Linked DNA regions of Rattus norvegicus: region 1 is linked to region 2. The links are chromatin contacts, called in public Hi-C maps. All regions are on one chromosome and are shown on one strand. The core of a region is the stretch at or near the end of the contact, and the rest is flanking DNA. Distances in the headings are between cores, read along the strand shown.

Evidence for each region. A called contact is a pair of places that touch in the nucleus more often than the background predicts.
Region 1: a Hi-C map of liver shows a contact between it and region 2, with 2.7 times the contacts expected there. The contact joins two enhancer-like sites. A contact is called at or near these places in 2 of 12 Hi-C or Micro-C datasets (the A7r5 cell line and liver).

Annotation. Positions count from the first base shown.
Region 1 is chr1:133,712,008-133,715,325 of GRCr8, reverse strand. No RefSeq gene overlaps it. Among named protein-coding and RNA genes, the nearest start is that of Nr2f2, 290 kb to the right of the region's middle. Within about 2 kb of position 1,610, at least 16 of the 93 cell types and tissues checked have an H3K27ac peak or open chromatin away from gene starts, as enhancers often do. A contact at or near this core is called in liver, where this site is marked.
Region 2 is chr1:133,578,301-133,581,737 of GRCr8, reverse strand. No RefSeq gene overlaps it. Among named protein-coding and RNA genes, the nearest start is that of Nr2f2, 150 kb to the right of the region's middle. Within about 2 kb of position 2,152, at least 1 of the 93 cell types and tissues checked has an H3K27ac peak or open chromatin away from gene starts, as enhancers often do. A contact at or near this core is called in liver, where this site is marked.

The DNA of each region.
Region 1 (3,318 bases), core at 361-2,860, 130 kb before region 2:
TGAGATGTTTTAACTAATTTATTAAAATGTTTGTAAAATGGTTAGGACTCTATCACTATGGGCCAGTGAGCTGGCTCAGCTGGTAAAGGCATTTGCCATCAAGTCGAATAATCAGGCATCCACTGGAACTGCATGGTAAACTCTGGTCTCTACATATTTACAGCACGGCCCACTCATGCACACACACACACACACACACACACACACACACACAAACACACACTAAATAAATTTAATCTTTTTAAAAGTCTATACCACTTGCTAGAATTATTTATTCTGCTTCTTTGTAAAGATATTCTCATACCAGTGTAAGCTGCTATGAAAGACACATTTCTGGTACCTATCACTTTGTTTTGTTTTTGTTGTTTGGTTGGCTTTCTTTTGTTTCTTAGACTGTCTCAATCTCTTTATGAACAGATTGATCTCTAACTTGGTGTAATAAAAGCTGGTTTCTAAGTCCTGATCCTCCTGCTACTGGGTTTGAAAGTACTAGAACTGCTAGCGTGCTGCACAGTTGGCTTCCCGACTTCCACAGAACAGCCCTCATGATGTGTTTGGACTTCAGGGCCTGGGGACTAAACCCTTGAGGAGGTCACGTCCCTCTCCAGGTCCTACTTCCATGTTTGCTTAGCAGTAGGGCTGACAGCTAGTCCAGAATACCTCATGCTACATGGCATAGCAAATACCACCGGGGGGGGGGATAATTTTGCCCTACTGTACACTGGCAAATAAAAAATGTCGAAGGGTGTTTGACGCCATGCTGCCAATAAAATGAGTAACTGGAGTGTGTTTTGCTGGAAGTTACTAGATGGAGTTTCTAGAGATTTCTACTGCCAAGCAGTCCACCTAAATTTTCCTAGACAACCCCAAGCTATTCTTGCAATGTTTTCAGAATGGACCTTGGCAGGCAGAGCCCCCTTGGCTCAGCATGTTATCCCACTGCCTTCTGTATCAAAGGGGACTTCCTGCTGCGTTTGTTTACACCATTAAATTTCTTCCAAGTAAAGCCAGGAGAATTTTTCCAGGTGTTCACATTCCTGGAGGGTGGGGAAGAGGTTGAGCCCTCTACAAGATCAGTCCTACAGCCACAGTGCAACACAAAAGATCTCTTTCACCACGCGACCTCCTCTGGAGTGCTCTATTCTGGGGGCCGCCTTGTAACTCTAAAAGGCAGTCCTCCGGGCTCTGCAGGCACGGAGTCATTGGGTCACAGTCTGATCTGGGCCGTACACCTTGGAAGGATTTCGGGTGCATCTCATACTTCCAGTCCGTTCTGGTCCCATCAGGCCCGGGACCCAGGGCTAGTGACCTGTCAGTCTCCGCCGTTCCCAAGGAGCTCCGTCTGTTTAAAAAGGAAGCACGGTCGATTCCAAGGAGCTACAGGTAGACAGAAGAGCTGGAACCCGGTCTAGGGCAGGGCAGGTGAGGCTGGCAAGGTCACCCATTCAGTCACCAGGTGGTGCATTTAATTTAAAAGGAGTGTTAACCTTGTTTATACAAAATAACACCAATATGGAGGGAAGCCGTAAATCCGTTGTCGTTAAACAGTGGGGAGCCACTGGCTCTGGCAGCCTGCCCACCAGCGACGTGAACTCGGCTGGCACCAAGCGTGCAGGAGCACGGCCCGGGCTGGCCTGCCAGCCTAGCAAGAGAAGGCCCGAGCTGCGCCCTCTCTGCCCACCAGATGACTCTTCGCATTCTTGTCAAATATATTTAGAACAAGAGGTGTCCGCTTAAAGAGAAGCATTTGTTAATCACTTAAATGCAGGCGTTTGGCCGTGAGCCAAGTTCACCTTTATAAATATGTAGGATCGGTTTCCAGCTAGGCAGACAACTCCTGGGTGAGCTCTCCTTCCCTCCTCTCTGGGGCAAGCGTCTCCTCCAATCGACCTAAGGTGCATGTCCCTAACACCTTATTAATTTTGTAGCCGGCGGGGGTTTCCTGAGCTCATGCCAGTCTTCTATCTGAAAGTTAAGGGAGATAAATACACGCTGGCCCTGCACAGAGAGGAGAGCGGTGTTTCTTTAAGTAAGGAGCAGATTAAAGTTAAATTCCTGTTGACTGGAGCGCTGGTGTCCACATCCTTCTGTTTACCAGCAGCTGTCCCAGTTAATGACACTCTGATAACTCTAGAGCTGCCCTGGTCGGCGGTGGGTGAAGCAGATAAAGAAGCCACTGTTAAACAATCCAGACCTCCACTTCTCTCGGTCACTCTTGGCTGAAGAGCCTGTGAAAAGTGCCCAGAAGAGGCAAACCCTGAGTGCCCAGGCATTTGCTCGCCAACTTGGGAGTTCAGAGTCCAAAAGCCCTGGCTGTTCAGGCAGAGCACTGCAAAGCTGATGAAAATTCCAGCAGTAGGGACTGGAAGGGCAGGCTGGGGGCAGGGAGAGCAGCTGCTGAGCCGGGTCAGAAGGTCAGCTGTAGGCATCTTGGAGAATTCTCCTCCTCCTGGTTTAGAAGCAGGGACACTTCCCTGCCCCCCAACCCGACAAACAGAGATAGCTAACATCTCAGGGACTCAGGGAAGAACCACAGCTGTCCTAGGGTCGTTAACCACAGAGAAATCACGTTTAAGATTTGGAACAATCTCCTTCAAAAGATTTTATTGTTGTAGGGGACCTTGCCCCGGCACCTAGATGAATACTCTTTGCTTTTGCAGCCAAAACCGCAACCGAAAAGATTAAAGAAGGTGCCTAAAGTGACTTGGAAAGGTTAGTGGCAGTATATGAGCTGGAAGCCAGCTCCTCGTCCGTCACTCGTTCCAGAAAGACAAACAGATATTTAAATTTCCTACTTGAGGCAGGCAGACAGCAGCTCTCTAGCCTCTTCTACACTGGGGAACCTGCCAAGCCCTCACCTGGCTCAACTCCCAGCTTGGGTGATCCTTGGGTTTCCTAAGATCCACCTCCAGCCTGCTTAATTCCTGAATACAATCCACGTAAAGATCAACAAACTCGGAATCCCATAATCCCTTCCATGCTCTAACCAGCGAAGCAGACCTACCTCCAATAAAGCCAAGGCCCGGGACAAATTGATTTCTGCTTTTAGAACGTGTAAATACTTTTGCTTCTTTTCACCTAATTTTTGTCACCTGAAGTATGCCCCTGATTTACTCCAGGAGATACTGAGGGGGTCAGAGAGGTGAAAGGTTAGCCAAGTAGGGTGAGCTGTTCAAAAGAAAAAAATGAGTCTGTTTGGAGTCCAGGTGATTTCCTTAAGAAGGTCTTTGATATTCGCCCGAGACAAGCAAGGTATTTGTTTTCTTTCTTTTTCCCTTTTCTTCTTTCTTTCTTTTTCTTTTTCTTTTTTTCTTTCAA
Region 2 (3,437 bases), core at 903-3,402:
TTCTTAATGAAATTTATAACACTGTCAAAGATCTTGGGAGACGTGGCTAAAGTTTAGGAGATTTTTACAGAAAACAGAGATATAAACACAGGGGAAAAGAAAACACATACTAGGAACCTAATGCATGCCAGGATGGACAAAGCTGGTGCAGGGCTCCCAGGCTGGAGGGGGAAGGGAGGAAAGTATCCTGACTGCATTAACTCTTTCAAGCCTGTGATGGGATCCTCACTGGGGAGTTCTAGTGGAAGGTAGAAGCTGGTATTCTAGGGCCAATGTTAGGGTTCAGTGAAGAGACTTATGAGGTTGGAACTGCCAGCAAGCTGAAGTTGACCAGAGGCTTGTCACACTTTAGTGCTGGACTCTATGTTGACAGTATGGCCGGAGTGTTTTCAGGGCTAAGGATTAAATAAATAATCTTCTTACATAGGGTGCATTTCTTCCTGATTTTCAGGGTTCTTTAAGGTTAGCTCTCTACAATCAGATCCTTGACAAACCTAGGCTTTTATTAGTCACCCACCTGGCCACTGGTGGCCACTCCATAGATCCCATTCCAGCCTTCGTCATGTCTGCCAACCCTGACAAAGAAGTAAATTAAACGTTAAAGACGATAGACAATTGCAGACGGTAGAGTGAATCTTAAAACAGCAAAAGGAAGATGTGAAGAGGAAGGCAGAGAAGAGAAGGCAAAAAAGGAGAAGAAAGAGGAGACTGGAGCTTAATTAATAATACTGCTCTCAATTGTACTTATTTTCTTAGTATCATGAAATCATAAAAGGCTGACTTTGAAGCAAGCTAAAAGGAAATCGAAATTTTCAGTGGCATTTTACATTGTCCTATAATTCTAACATCATTCTAAAATTAAAAAAAAAACTTTCGAAAATAAACAATTTACTACAAGAAAGATAAGGTGCCAGATTGGCATTCATAATTGTAAGTAAATATTACTGGAGGAAAGGCATAACATTCAACAAAGTGGTTATCAACTAGCTAGAAAAAACATTTGCAGCAGGGAAAGATGACGTAACTTCTCATTCTAATTCATACATTCTGATATTCTACTTGTGCTGTTCAGGGCCATGCTGTTTTCTTACAGGTAGAAGAAATGGAAGGTGTCGGCTTCACAGGCATAAGGATCTGAGGTGACTCTTCACTGCCCTTGTGAAAAGCTGGGCACAATGGCTGCAATCTCAGCACTGGGAAGGCAAAGATGGGGAACTCCCGAGTTGCACTGGCGAATCAGTACGGTCTCACTGGTAAGCCACAGTGAGAGGCTGTCTCAAAAAGTAGGGTGGATATCTCCTGAAGAACAAAACCTCAGGCCTGCATATACACACACTTAGACATGCTTCTGCACACATGTATACCTGCACACACACGAACACACATATGCCTGCAAAACACACACACACACACACACACACACACACACATGAAATCATTACCACCATTTTTCTTACTTATAGAAACACTAACATTAAAACTAATTTCTAACTGACTTCAAAAACTAAATGATGATTTGAAAATAGAAAGGGTTGAAGTGCACATGGAGAGTTGGCACACGAAGCTAATTGCGACTATAGAACCGCCCAGTACTTCAGTTGTTATCTCTTCCTTGACTTCGAAGAGCAGGCTTCGAGCTTCGACAGCTGCCCTGGGCTTCAACGCAAACCCTTGCATCCCACTTACGCTACTGGCTACTGTACTACTCTCTCCTGCCTGCCTGGCCCTGGCCCTCCTGTCTACCGTGGTTCTTCCCTGTGAGTTGTATATCCAAGAACTACTACTTCCCTACTCTTTCCTGCCTGTGCTCTCTCTGAGCTTCACATGTAGTTCCACACCCACCATGCAAATCTCTCTTCTTATTCCTTACTGCATTCTGTGCTGTTTATGCACATAACAACATTTCCGCCATCTTTTCAAGTCCCAGGAGGAAAGGACTGTGCTTAGCTGTTCATCTGAAACAATCTGAGAACGGATCCAAAGAAAGAAAGAGGCCGCATGTATTTTTAATGACCACAACACCAAAGACGTCATTCTATAAATTAGATTAGTTGGAATACTTTAAAGTGCCAACGACTAACGGATGGTGGAGAGTTTGTTTTTCCCTGGCATTAGAGAGACTAGGAAGCCTCTGCCCTCAAATTGGCACCGTGGCAGCCTCCTGTTTGTTTTTCTTGACAGCCTTCTCAGAAGTAGATCAATACCCCATGTGGGTGCTTCAGCCAACCTAAAATGGGAAGGAAAGAGGTAAAGAGCCAGCAATTTCCTTTTAAGTTATTATATAGTGAAGACATATAGCTACACATACCTACAAGGGATGCCGGGAAACACATTCCAGTGACAAAGTTTTCACGACATTTAAAAAAGAGGAGGAAATGGTGTATTAGTGGGCAATTTTGAACTGGGCCAATTATCACATCTTGGAGAAATTAACTACTTAGAACAGGGTGCTATGCCTCTAATCCTAGAATGTATGTCAACTAGTAGTCACTGTATTTTCTTCTCCTCCGATTCACAGCAACTAGTAACCTACTTTCTATCTGTGGGATTTTCCCGTTTGTCCCATTTCATATACATAGAGATGTATACTGTGTCGTCTTCAGTGTCTAGCTTCTCTTGCTGAGTGGATAATGTTTTCAAGGTTTATCCATATATCATATAAGTGCCTCGCTTGTCTTTATGACCCAGTATGTTGCAGCGCATGGATGTCTCATGTTTTATGCGATCGCCAGTTGGTCAGTGTTAGAGTCCCTTCCACTTTTGGCACCTTGAGTAATGTGGGTAACAAGATCCTTGGCACTCTTACTGTTTACATAGGTCTTCAGTTCTCCTGGGTACATGCCTAAGTGTGAAATCGCCACATCCTATGAAAACTCTGTGGTTTACATTTTGAGAAACGGACACGCTGGCTCCCAAATGGGCTGCAGTGTTTCCTACTCCCATCCTCAGTGCATGGGGGCTGTCACGTTCTCTCCGCATTAAGTCTTATTATTATCTCCTTCCTTCACCATTTTAGTGGATATAGACAGTGGAATGTCATTGGGGGTTTTACTTGAATCTTCTTAAGAACTATTGACACTGGACATCTTTTTATGTACTTATTGGTAACTTGTACACTTTCTTTAGAGAAAAGGATCCGCTCAAACCCTAGTACACAAAACCCAAGGTGTGGGAGTGTAGGGGGTGCACATATGTGTAAGTGCAGAGACCATATGTCGACCTCAGGTCCTTGCCATATGTTGGCCAGGCACTGTCCACCTTGGTTTTTGTCTTTTTCTTTGCTGTTGTTGTTTGGGTTTTTGCTTTGTTTTGCTTTGTTTTGTTTTATTTGTTGTGTTGATGCAGGGTTTCTTGTGGGTGGAAAACTTCTCACTTAGGCTAGATTGACCTCCCATTGAGCTCCAGAGCTCTGCCGGTCAAAGCACCCCAAACTCTGC